Linked DNA regions of Mus musculus: region 2 is linked to region 1. The links are chromatin contacts, called in public HiChIP or PLAC-seq maps. All regions are on one chromosome and are shown on one strand. Each heading gives the region's core, a stretch centred on a gene start, on an enhancer-like site or on the middle of the called end of the contact. The rest is flanking DNA. Distances are from core to core; before and after follow the strand shown.

The links. HiChIP or PLAC-seq counts read pairs in DNA pulled down with a chosen protein or histone mark.
Region 2: a contact with region 1 is called in an H3K27ac HiChIP or PLAC-seq map of epiblast stem cells. The contact joins the promoter of Ppp6r2 here to the enhancer-like site in region 1. A contact is called at or near these places in 1 of 39 promoter capture datasets (neural stem cells), 3 of 484 Hi-C or Micro-C datasets (bone marrow-derived dendritic cells, female germline stem cell-derived STRA8 germ cells and hematopoietic stem and progenitor cells), 7 of 115 datasets of contacts at active chromatin or transcription factors (the SCID.adh cell line, bone marrow-derived macrophages, effector CD8 T cells and 4 more) and 3 of 9 other capture datasets (adipose tissue, liver and pancreatic islet).

The regions. Positions count from the first base shown.
Region 1 is chr15:89,279,274-89,285,838 of GRCm38.p6, forward strand. It overlaps Ppp6r2 (protein phosphatase 6, regulatory subunit 2), which reads left to right. Exons shown (of 25, transcript NM_026813.2): 17 at 447-544; 18 at 734-791; 19 at 1,086-1,210; 20 at 1,482-1,645; 21 at 2,575-2,731; 22 at 2,818-2,906; 23 at 3,610-3,805; 24 at 6,506-6,565. Among named protein-coding and RNA genes, the nearest start is that of Mir6959, 23 kb to the right of the region's middle. Within about 2 kb of position 3,233, at least 33 of the 459 cell types and tissues checked have an H3K27ac peak or open chromatin away from gene starts, as enhancers often do. A contact at or near this core is called in effector CD8 T cells and epiblast stem cells, where this site is marked.
Region 2 is chr15:89,206,999-89,213,618 of GRCm38.p6, forward strand. It overlaps Ppp6r2 (protein phosphatase 6, regulatory subunit 2), which reads left to right and starts at 4,561. Exons shown (of 25, transcript NM_026813.2): 1 at 4,561-4,781.

The sequences.
Region 1 (6,565 bases), core at 1,983-4,482:
TGAGCACTCACCACCTTCACTCCTCAAGTGAGGACGAGGACATTGAGGGGACTTTCCCTAACGAGCTGTCCCTTCAGCAGGTGAGGGCATGGCCGGCACTCTGCACCCTGCCGGGCCCTTCTGGAGCCTGTGTCCTTGGTAGTGCTTAGTTGCCGTGACATTGCATAGAAAAGAGAGAAGTAACTCATCTCCGAGCGCATCTGGGGAGAGGGGGCTGGGCGAGTACCCCAAAGTCACGTTACCGTGGTGAGAGAGACCTGGGGACAGTAAGCTTGGAGGCCGACTGAGGAGGTGCTCTCTGTATGCAACTGCTCAACCACTGTGAGCAGTCAACCTCTGCGAAAATCCACTGCCTGCTTCCTAAGAGGCTCCTGAGCAATGGAGTGGGTTCCAAGGAGCAGCCACCAGGCGACAACTTGTTCCATAGCTGTACCCTCTCCTCCCAGGCCTTCTCTGAGTACCAGATCCAGCAGATGACAGCAAACTTTGTGGATCAGTTTGGCTTCAATGATGAGGAGTTTGCAGACCAGGATGACAACATCAAGTGAGTACAGCCACCATGAAGGCTCCGGCTCTAGGCTAGCACTGCCCTAAGCAACAGCACCATAGAAGCAGCTCCAAGTGATCTTGGCAGGAATGAGGTCCACTGTCCCTGAGGAGATAGCAAGCCCTACTACCCGAGGGCCCAGGCCTGCTGGAGCAGAGGCGGTACTGAGGGACCTTGTTCTTGCAGCGCCCCATTTGACCGGATTGCAGAGATCAACTTCAACATTGAAGCCGATGAGGACAGTGTGAGTGATGGGGGCCGCTGCAGGGCTGCAGGGCATAGCAGCATTTTATTACACTGCTCAGATAGTTCACAGTGTCCACAACTTGGTCCTTGTCACAGGTGGATGGAACCATGGGGCCCTGGCCAGTATATTTGTGTGTCAGGACTGGGAGGCTCCCCTCTATGGGAGTTGAGAGCCGAGCTTCCCTCCTTGCCTCCTCCCACACTGTCTGTCGGCCATGTTCTGTGAGCTAGCCCCTCTGGAGTTCTTTGGGACCAGATTCTCCAGAAAACAGCTCTGCATTCTGTCTTACAGCCCAGTGCAGCTCTGTTTGAAGCCTGTTGCAGTGATCGGATCCAGCCCTTTGATGATGATGAAGAGGAGGACATTTGGGAAGATGACGAGACTCGATGCGCTGCCCGGGTGATGGCCAGAGCCAGGTGTGGGTTCACTCATCCTCCCAAAGCCCCCACCAGCGGGGAGCAGGCAAGATTAAGCGCTGGGTATTCAGCCACTGTTAAAAGTGCTCAGACACCTAGAGGGGCAGTGGCCCTTCTTGCAGAAACCAGAGCAGACCTGGGAGCCAAGCAGTGCTTATTCTAGACACCCCGTACTCAACCCTGGTCCCAATTCCTGAGCCATCACAGGTTCTCCAGCATTGGGCATCTAACCAAGGCTCACCAAACATCTGCTACCTTTATGTCTGCCCAGGTTTGGAGCCCCTCATGTCTCAGATAATTACTCAAAGAATGCTTTGGAACATGGAGGCCAGGACAGGAAGACTGGCTCAGCAGTAGCTAGGAATGTGCCTGGATTGGCCGCTCCTTCATCTCCTACACAGAAAGAAGGTCCTCGCTCAGAGAGTGATTCAGCAGGTAGTACCTGAAGACTGTACAAGGGACATGGGTACTGAGGACAGGGTGTGGTGACTTGGCTGAGGGACCCCCTTTGAGCCACTGTTTTTCCAGCAGTTGATTTCCTAGTTCCCCATCTACACATGGTTTCATGAAATGTTTTGGGAGGTCTGGCCACCACGGGTTCTGCTGTGCACTGAATCGAGCCAGGTGTTCTTACTCCCTTCCACTGTAGTGCCTGCCTGTATACATGTGCACTTGCACAGCTGGTGTCCATTCTGTTTGCTAGGGAAGGGAAACCCCATGTAACCTGTATGTTGCTATTTGCCATCTCTCAGATGTACTTGGGAGCATCTACCCATATACTTCCTCTTAGAGACCTCTCTTACCTGCTCTGGGGTATTAGATACTCAGGACACGGGCAAGAAACCAGCTGTCTGTTAGGAGTTGCCAGCACCTTAGCTGGAGCTGGCCAGCTGCAAGGGCAGGAACACCCACAGTAGGGGCCCCCCATGCTGTGTGCCTGCTATGACCTGGGTTGGGACAGGTGAGATGGTACCTACTTTGTACCATCAGCCTTACTGGAGGACAGATGGGGCTTTACAGGTATCTCATGAGGCACCACATCAGCAAGAACTGATGCCCATACATGTGCTCTGTGGCAGTGGGTAGCTTAATAGGACCCTTTCCAGGTCATTCACAGGTCTTATGCCCAAGTGTCCCAGGGTTTGAAGCCATACTACCTTTTGCAAAGCACAAGCAGTGCTGGGGAGTCCCGCCATCTCTGACACTCGAGACAGTGGGGGCTCTTCTGGGGTTTCCTATGGGAGCATCTTGCATTCCTGGTCAGCTCTGATGACCCCGCTATTCATCTACGTGAGAGATGCTTCTCCCTCGCCTATCACATACTAGGCCTGCCTATTCTTGACTGCTGCGTCTCCTTCTGGCAGGTACTACATGGACAGCAGTTTTTGATGAGCCAGTGAACCCGCTGTCTGCAACCCCAGGAGCTGCGAGGGATGTGGGTTCTAGTGCATGGGCGGCTGGTCCTTCAGTTGTAGAGGAGAAAGGCTGGGCCAAATTCACCGACTTCCAGCCTTTCTGCTGGTAACAAACATCAGAATGGAATCTTGCCTGTTGGGTATCAGGACCAGTGTTGTCCAGTGGGCTCAGCATGTCATCTTCTTTTCTAGCTCTGAGACAGGGCCCCGGTGCAGCTCTCCTGTGGACATGGACCACAGCAATGCCGAGGGTGGCCAGAGTCCAGGCCCAGAGAAAACCTGTGAGTAGCAACAGCTCAGACAGCTGCCTTGACTAGTTGGCAGGCCTGATGCAAGGCTAGACCCTATTGAGAAGGTGGGAAGTGGCCTCGGCCCCAGGTGTGGTTATGTATTTGTGATGTTGGAATCCTTACATACATATGGGATTGGAGTTATCATGATTTGTTCACTGTACAATACATGAGGAACTTTAGGGTCCTCCAGCTTTAGGGGTAGAAGGCAGGACAACATGTATGAGCATGTAGGGTGTCCTCAGAGCCAGGTCCAATCAGGCTCCATGGCCCAGGCCTGTACTTTACAACATCCTTGAGTCACATTGTTATGTAGATGAGTCCCTGTTGGGATGCCACTATGGGACTTGACTTGGCCTCTCTCTCCTTCCCAGGCAAGTGGACTGGGTAAGAACGCTCCTGGGCATTAGGTTTAAAGTGGCTTCTCTGAGCCCATGTTTCCTCCTCTGAGAAGAGCACACACATCTCCTATCTAGTGGAGTAGTGGGGCAGCCCACATGAAAGGTACATAGCAGTTCATGTGGTTCCTGCGAACATGCAGATACACGTGCATAACACTCAGGAAGCCAACATGTGCCGTCTCTGCCACTCATCTCACACTGACTTATGCAAATCTGGGATCCCTGAGGCCATGGTATCTGTGTTCTCTGGCTCCTCTGCCCTCACAAATATCGCAGGGTTTCTTCTTTTGCAGTTGGTCCTACCTCGCCTTGTGCCTGGAATGTGTGTGTCACTAGGAAGGCCCCCCTGGTAGCCTCTGACAGCAGCTCCTCTGGGGGATCTGACAGTGAAGATGACGAGAAGGCAGCGGGTGCTGTGGAAGCTGTGTGCACAGGCCATACTGGAAAGGTCTCCCCACCACCCAGGACAGCGGAGGCTGCTGTTGGCAGGTGTGAAGGGACTGGAAAGCTTTCCTGGGAGGCCCAGTGAACACTGCATGGCTTCTGAGAACAGGGCTCAGTGGCCAGTCTTCAGTTCCTTGAGAACAAGTGGAGGTTAGACTGGAATCCTTGCTGCTGCTCCATGGCTAATGATCCTGTAAAGCTGTCTCTAGAAAAACAGTGCCTCTTTCTAATGGAAAGGCTGAACCAGAGGGCTTCTTAGACAACAGTGTATATTTTCTGTTTTAAATGTTTCAGAGTAGAAGATAGAACCTGGATGTCCCAAGAGCTCCCCAGAAACTTGGAATGACAGTCTCCACTACAGGTGCCAGTTACAGAGAATACCTGGTTTTCAGGCTCTGGGACTGGCTAACCTCCTTGGTGTCTACGGTTGTCCCAGACAGTGGAGGAAAGGCCTGTTGCCCTTAACTTTCTGTAGGGCAAGCTTAGGACTCTGGCCAGCCCTCTCCTGTTACCCCACTTTGTGCTGTGCCATTTGTTGTAGGGCACTTGTGAATTACAGTCAGGTGCCCTGCACGCTCGCACAGTAGGACAAAATGCATCTCAGGGTTAGGGATTAGGTGTAGTCTGAGCCCTGATTGGGAAGTAGAAGCAGCTCGCAGGTGGTCAAGCCACAGTTCCCCTGCAGTGTCTGAAGGCCGTCCCTAGGGAAGGAATCAGGTATGTTGTCATCATCCTTGCCAAGAGGCCAGCCACTCCAGCAAGTGCTTCTATTTTGAGTGGTCAAGATGAGAATATAGGACCAAGGTGTCAAGGAGCTACCCAGTGAGTCAGGGGTACTCCACAAAGCTAGATCTCTGTGTTCCCCAGGGAGCTCAGCCTCCTGGCATTCAGCGGTGGGAGAGCAGGTGGTGAGGCTCAGGAGCATAAGGAGTTGTCTGTGGGTACAGGATACTGGAAATGGCTTCCCATACAAAGGCCCTGAGGCAGGATCTCCACCTAAGTTCAGGGTACAGTAGAGGAAGTCTCAGGGCTGGACCCTACCAGGAGACAAGGTACTAATCTCACAAGGCTCTTGACCTTAGGCCCATGTGGGGGTTTTGTTTTGGATTCTGCATCTACTCTTAAATGAGTATCACCTATGGGGTTTCTGGCCTTGTCTCTGCCTACACTTCCAAGTCTGGGATGTACCTGACACCAGCTTGTTCTTGACACAGTGGGCACCAGACAGACTGCCTAGCACAAGTTCACCATCATGCATTCAGGCTCTGGGTCCTACCAGCCCTGCCTCCTCCTCCTCCTCACACACAGGGTAGGCCCTGCCCACGTGTGTGCTTCTTGAGGGTCCTCTGTGATATTGGAACTTAAGGGGTTTCCCTCAGCTAAGCGGGAAGATTAAGCAGCTGGAATCCATGGTTGGTATAACCCAGTGGTTCCCAACCTTCCTAGTGTGTGACCCTTTAATACAGTCTCACATGCTGTGGTGATCCCAGTCATAAATCATTTTTGTTGCTACTTCACAACTAGAACTTTGGTACTGTGATGAACATAACTGTAAAGAGCCACAGCCCACAGTTGAGAACTGCTGTTTGCAGCTGGGACTCAAAGTTTCATACTCTGTACCCATAGCGTCTGGCTGCTCATGTCCAAAGCTCATTGAGGCCCTGGCTCTTGTGTTCTAGGAACCCTAGGCAGGATATCGCCCCTAAAGCAAACACCACTATATATCTAAAAGATTTGTAGAAAAGCAAAAATGTAGAGCCAAGACTTGGAGAAGGGTTCACATGGCTACTGATTCAGATGTGATAAAATTAACTAAGAGGAAAAGCCTAGACTGGAGTTCCTTGGGTTGAGAGTACACAGGCTTGTTTGTGAGTTTTGCTGTGTTGTGGAGGGTGGTCTCAACTCACAACTGTCCCACCTCCATCTCTTTAGTGATCAGATTACCGAGGAAGATCACCACATCCAACTAACAGCCTACCTTTAGAGACCTTCATCCTCTTTTTCTAAATCCTTCCTAGAGAAGTACTTTAACCCTGCTGCAAAAAGACAAAGTAAATCCTTTACAAAGCTATTTTCAAAACCTGCTAGATAGTTGAACCACTGCCAAGTTTATTCAGCCTCTACAACTCCCTCCCTCCCTGCTTGTCCTGCATCTCATCTGAGAACCCCTCCCTGGGACAGAGCCAGGTATCTTTGTTCTGCAGGATCCATCTGTTACTTGTGGTTAGTCTAGGCTAGCTTTGGGTATGAAGACACTCAGTCCTTATATAATCCCTCCTCCTCACCTCACTTTTTTTGCAAACACAGGTCTCACTTTATAGCCCTGGCTGGCCTGGAACTCTCTATGGAGGTCAGGATGGACTCAAACTCAGTGACCTGCCTACCTATGTCTCCTAAGTACACGATAAAGGCATGGCCCACCATGCCTGGTCATCAGGGACCCTTTAGATAGCGTAAGGGTGAAGTTAAATTTAAGCAGCAACATTGGGGCCATCAGTAAATGAAGCTCCACAGCTGTCAGGATTTGAGTGCTGCTTATAGGAAGGATTGAGGTCATGATCATCATGTAGTTTGTCCCACTGTCTGGGACTCAGGGCTACAAAGCCAGCTGTAGTCATGCCACAAAAGAGATAAGCAGATAGGAGCTGTGCGTATCACTTGGAGGCCCTTTGCTGGTTGTTGGGTATCTGAAATAGGCAGCAGTGAAGTAGGGGCACCCATAACTGGAGCCTATTTGCCACACAGGGCTGAGTGTCCTGACAGTACCGTGTTAGCCCCTGCCTGCCCCGCACCTTCAGAAGTGAC
Region 2 (6,620 bases), core at 3,311-5,810, 71 kb before region 1:
TTCTGGCTGTCCTAGAACTCTATCTGTAGACCAGGCTGGTCTTGAATTCGGAGCTCTGCCTGCCTTTTCCTCCAGAATGCTGAGAATAAAGGTGTGCACCACCACCACTGGCTTGTGTTTGTTTGTTTGGTTGGTTTGTTTTTGTTTTTCAAGACAGGGTTTCTCTGTATAGCTCTGGCTGTCCTGGAATTCACTCTGTAGACCAGGCTGGCCCCGAACTCAGAAATCTACCTGCCTCTGCCTCCCAAGTGCTGGGATTAAAGGTGTGCGCTACCACGACCGGCCACCACTGGCTTTTTATGTGGGTTTTTGGTATCGAACCCAGGTCCTCGTACTTATCCAGTAATCACTGTACTGACTAAGCTATTTCCCCAGTCTTCCTTCTTTTCTTCCTCCTCCTCCTCCTCCTCCTCCTCCTCCTCCTCCTCCTCCTCCTCCTCCTCCTTCTTTGAGACAGGGCTTCCCTGTGTACCCCTGGCTGTCCTGTAACTCACTCTGCAGACCAGGCTGGCCTTTAACCCACAGAGCTCAGCCTATCTCTGCCGTAGAGTTCCTTCACTAACAGGTTTTAGTTTTCCTTCACACTCTGTAATTTTATCACTTTTGTGGTCTTGTATGAGTCCTTAGCTATAAACTTTATGGTTGCTTCTGCTTAATGTTGGTGAGTCATTTTTTTTTCTTGCTACTTTTATCTTTCTGTCTTTGGCCCATAGCAATTCGATTATGTGTATGCAATGTAGTTCTGCCTGCATTCATCCTTTCTGGAGATTCGGTGCCTGGGTCTTTCTCGGAACAGAAACCTGGAGTCTCTTGAGGGAAGGACAACTCAGGCCACTACTAGGCCTGTTCTGACAGTGCTCTGAGGTGGCACTAATTTTGTATGACAGCTTTGCTGTCTCCATTTTATTGGCGAACAATTTTTTGCTCCATTTTCTTAGCAAAAAGTTCACTCTTTGATCCTTTAATACTTACCTTTGTGCTAGGTGTTTTGTGTACATCGTAAATGATTAACTATAACACATGCTGATTATGTATCACGGGTATTATCACTAATCACAGAAGCAAGGAATGTAGTAGCTTTGCATATCCTTCATTATTTGTTATGTATTTATGCATACTCTTCATCTCCCCCTCTTTTAAAAAGTACAAGCCGTTGGATGATGGTGTCACCATTTTAATGCTAGCTGTTCTAACCAGAATAACTCAGGACAGCCCAGGGAATGTCTCTGTCTTCAACTAGGATGCAGTCAAACTTCTCCAAGAAAGAATGAACTCCCGTTGGGAGAAGAAAGTACCTTCCTAGATTCCCCCCCCCCCCCCCCGCCCCCTCTTGAATATCGTTTTAGTTCTTCAGAATTTTTTTTTTTTTCCGAGACAGGGTTTCTCTGTATAGCCCTGGCTGTCCTGGAACTCATTCTGTAGACCAGGCTGGCCTGGAACTCAGAAATCGGCCTGCCTCTGCCTCCCAAGTGCTGGGATTAAAGGCGTGTGCCACCACGCCCGGCCAGAATATTCTTGTAATTGATAATTTTCATATCAAACTCTCTCCATTGAAATCATTGTGTGGTTTCAGGTCTCCTTTTTGGGTTGTGATACCATTGGGAAGGAGGAAAGACCAAATGAGAGACAAGGCTATAACCTGGTATGATGTAAGCCTGAGGCTTGGAATAGAGCAGCCAGGGAAGCCCTCAGTGGAGAAGGGGGAGGAGGAACGGAAAGGGGAAAGGGGAGGGAGAGGAGGAGGAGGAGGAGGAGGCAGCCGCAATGATTAAGTATCTATGAGACAAGTTAGCAAGCATAGCAATAAAGGGGGAGATGCCTGAAAAGATACAGAGGCCACTTGAGCAGCTGACCTGGGGCAGGAGGTTATCAGGACTTAAGTGAAATAATATAAGCAGATAAAGTGAGATCACATCACAAACAACTTTGTGGGCAGCACCAAGGATTCTTGCTTTCATCTTGGGTGAGACAGCAAGCCCCTGAGGTCAGAGATGTGATCTGACTTATTTTAATTGGATCCCTTTGAACACCGTGCTGAAGGGCCTGCAGCAAGTTGTCCAGGATAAAAGTAGGGGGCCAGTCTACACTGTTTACAGCCACAGGAGAGAAACTGGTCTTACAGGTTAGATACAGACAAGAAGAACAAGAGATTTGCTGATGAACTCAGTGTGGGTGTGAAAAGAGTAGGGCAAGGCCACAGGTTCAAGGCCAGTTTGCACAACTTATCAAAATCTTATGCCCTCAAAACAGACAAACAAAAGGTCTTTTAAGACAGGTCTAGCCGGGCGTGGTGGCGCACGCCTTTAATCCCAGCACTCGGGAGGCAGAGGCAGGCAGATTTCTGAGTTCGAGGCCAGCCTGGTCTACAAAGTGAGCTCCAGGACAGCCAGAGCTATAAAGAGAATCCCTGTCTTGAAAAACCAAAAAAAAAAAAAAACAAAAAACAAAAAACAAAAAACAAAAAACCAAAAAAAACAAAAAACCAAAAAAAAAAAAAACCCCCCCAAAAAAAAACAGGTCTCAATAGCCCAGGCTGCCCTTGAACTCAGTAAGTGGCCAAAGCTAATCTTAAACTACCGATTCTCCTGCCTCAATCTCCCAAATGTTGGGACTAAATGCCCAGCTCAAAATTAAGAAAAAAGAAAGAAAGAAAGAAAGGCTGGCGAGATGGGTCAGCGGGTAAGAGCACTGACTGCTCTTGCAAAGGTCCTGAGTTCAAATCCCAGCAACCACATGGTGGCTCACAACCTCCTGTAAGGAGATCTGACACCCTCTTCTGGTGCATCTGAAGCCAGCTACATATAATAATAAATAAATCTTTTAAAAAAAAGAAAGAAAGAAAAAAAAGTGTGTGTGTGTGTGGGGGGGAGCTAAAGGATGGAGATTCAGTTCATCGGTTCTGTTTCCTCAGTTTATATGTCAGACCAGTACCCACAAAAAATGGTGGTGTGTGTGTGTGTGTGTGTGTGTGTGTGTGTGTGTGTGTGTCTGGGAAGAGGGTGCTCAGAGCTGCTTCTGATACGTGAACTCTGGCCTGGACTTAAAAATAGTGTAAAGGTCAGGGCCAGGCTTGCACCTGCTCGCTGTTGCGGTAATGGGACTAGTGGGTCATCCCCTGTGTTTGGTATCTCCGCACAAGCCCCAGTTCTGCAGCACATTCGGCTTCTGTATTCAGGGTATCACTTCAGTCAGGATGGCCTGGGAAAAGCTGTGCTGCAAGAGACCACACCGCGAACCCAGGCGCCTCCAATTTTGCTTTCCAAACCGGGGAAGAAAACAAAACAAAAAAAATCGATTTCCTTTCCTCCAACAGTGTCTCTTTGGCGCCCTCTGCTGAGAAAAGGGGGAAACACAGCAGCACCACTTCAAAGAAAAAAAAAATCTTGGAAGGGCCCAGAAATGTCTCCCCCTTAGACATTTTTACACTCTGTAGTCCTAGCTGACCCGGAACTCGCTGAGTAGAGTAGAGTAGGCGAGTCTCGAACTGGCAGAGATCCCCCCTGCCTCTGGTATTAAAGATGTGCGCCAGTATGTTTTGCTTGCCTGAAACTCCTCCTGCTTTGGTCTCCCAAGTGCAACCACCCACGCCGGCTTATACTTTCGCACAGCGGTAGTGAACTTGCCACTGAGAGTGAGTGAGTTCATAGCTAGCATGTGTTGACACATTCCTTACATGTTTCTTTTTTTTTTTTTTTGATATTTTCCCATGGCTCACACTGCCACCGGAAATCAGTCTCATTTTAGAGATTAATTTAATTTGAACTCATTTCAACCCATGTTAGATGGCCACGTATGTGACGTACACAAGCCCTGGACAACAAGGATCGGTATCCAAGAAAAGAAAAAAAAAAAACAAAACAAAACGAAACTAAACAACAAAACAAAACAAAACAAAACGGCTTTGATCTCAACACAGAGGCAGAGGCAGAGAGACAGGAGAATCTCTTGTGAGTTCGAGGCCAGCCTGGTGTACAAAGCAAGTCCGGGACAGCCAGGGCTCTGTTACACTGAGAAACCCTATCTCGAAAAACCAAAAAAAAAAAAAAAAAAAAAAAAAAAGGTAAAAAGGGCTAGCTCAGCGGTTAAGAGCACTGACTGCTCTTCCAAAGGTCCTGAGTTCAAATCCCAGCCACCACATGATGGCTCACAGCCATCCGCAGTGAAATCTGATGCCCTCTTCTGGTGCATCTGAAGACAGCTACAGTGTACTTACATTAAATAAATAAATAAATAAGGAAAAAAAAAACCAAAAAAACAAACAAACCAAGTAGATCAGCGGACAGTCCAGTTCAGAAACAGGACGTAGCGGAGACGAGCGCGCGCACCGCTCTGGGGACTTGAAGGTGCCCAGAGGATTTATTTAGCACAGCCAGCTCGATCACGGGGACGCCTCAGGACGTTCCCCCAGCGCGACTCCACCAGACAGACCCTGGACCGCGGCCGCCACTCTGTGCCTCCTCCGGTGGCCCCGCCCCCGGGGCGCGCCCCCGCCCCTCCCCCGTCCGCGCGCTCGCCCGCCGGCCCGCTCGCTCGCTCGCGCGCGCCCCCGCCGCCGCCGCCGCCATTTTGGAGCGATCTCGCCCGCGGCCCCGAGCCGGTCCCGAGCGGGTCCCGAGCCTCCCGCCGGCTGCGCCCGAGTCCGAAGGCGCCGCGCCGCGGGGTCGGGCCCATGTGCGTGCGGCCCGCTCCAGGCCGTCCGCACTTCACCTCTGCGAGCGTCCTGGCCTCGCTTGGGCCTCCCTCGGAGGAGGAGTCGCTGCGACCCCCAGCCTGCTGGGCAGGTGAGTGCGGCCGCGCGCCCACCGCTTCCTGCGGCCCGGGGACAGGAGGGACACCCCCACCCCCCACCGCCTTCGGGCCGTCAGCGTCCTGCTGTCACTCAGCTTGTGCGGTCAGCGCCCTGTCAGTAGAGCAGCGCCTTTGTCACCCTGCGCTTCGTCAGGGGGTCAGCGCCTCCATCAGTCTGCTTCCCGGTCAGCCAGCACTCTCCACTGCCGTCATTCATTCATCCATCCATCCATCCATCCATCCATCCCTTCCCTTCCCTCAGCGCTCACCCTTCTTGACAGTCAACATCCCTTTTAGCTACTATCCCAGCTCCTGGCCTGTCAGTGGTCAGTTTTTCCCCACTCTCAGAATTAGTCTCAGCCTCTTAGTGGCCGCCTGGTTCTCTCCCTCCCAGTTGTCCACCTCTGCTCCTATCAAGGTCCCTCACCTCTGTCGGTGGCTGTAGAGGTGGGGCGGACCTTGGATACAGGGCCTGGGGAGTTGTCAGTGTTCCCTATCTCATCTTTGGGTTTTTTTTTTTTTTCCACCCTCCTCATCAGGGGCCCCGCTGGTGGTGACCTTTCCACCTATCAAGCGTTCCCTCCCCGCTCGCTCATCTCCTCCTACCAGTGCCCACTGCCAAGCGCTCGCTTTGTTATTGTCCTTTATTTCCATCCCATTCCTCTTCCGGGTCGTTCCCCAGTTGTCATCATCACCCACTGTCTTTCTCCCACTCCCCCCCCCCCCCCATCATCTTTTGCTTCTCCCATGCGCCTCTTCTTTCTGGAACTTCTTCACCTGCTACTTTGTATCCTCACAGCTGACTACTCACTTAGTGAAGGCTGTTTCCAATCTATTACGGAGCTCTTGCTGTTCGCTATCAGCTCTCAGTCCAGTCACTTTCCCCAATTCTCGCTTTCTGCTGTAGCCCCTCCCCGCAATTTGTCACCATCCTCAACCATGTCCCTAGGCCTTATTCCAGACAGGTTTTCAGGTTTTCACTGACACCTTCATCTGTGTCCTACCTGACAATGCTGCTTGCTGGCTTCTTACCATCTCATTCCATTCCCTATCCCCCCCCCCCCCTTTCCGGGACTGTTTTACTGTGTAGCCATAGATGTCCTGGAACTCTGGCCTTAAACTCCATAGAGATCCGCCTGCCTCTGCCTCCCTAGTGCTGGTATCAAAGGCGAGGGCTACTGTCACCCAGCTTCAGTCCTCATTCTTATCTCTTCACGCCTCTCTCCCTTTCTGTTTTTCTGAGACAGGGTCTTGCTATGGAGTCTTGGCTATCTATGTAGAGCAAGCTGGACTGAAACTCAGAGATTTGCCTACCTTTGCCTGGGATTAAAAGTTTTCCCAACCAAGTCTGATGTGTTCATCTCTTGATGTTCTTATGTTCTGGGTCAGCCCTTTGACCTCTCTGGTTCTCATGTGAGCTAAATAAGCTCTTGGAGGCAAAAAAGAGGCTATCGCCGGGCAGTGGTGGCGCACGCCTTTAATCCCAGCACTTGGGAGGCAGAGGCAGGCGGATTTCTGAGTTCGAGGCCAGCCTGGTCTACAAAGTGAGTTCCAGGACAGCCAGAGCTATACAGAGAAACCCTGTCTCGAAAAACAAACAAACAAACAAACAAAAAAAAAAAAAAAAAAAAAAAAAGAGGCTATCTTTTGTTTGTTTTTTTTCTAGACAGGGTTTCTTTGCGTAGTCCTGGCTGTCCTAGAACTAGCTCTGTAGACCTAGACCAGGCTGGCCTCAGACTCACAGAGATCCACCTGGCCTCTGCCTCCCAACTGATGGGATTAAAGTATGCTACCATTGCCCAGTAAGAAATTAGCTTTAAGGAGGAGGGTGG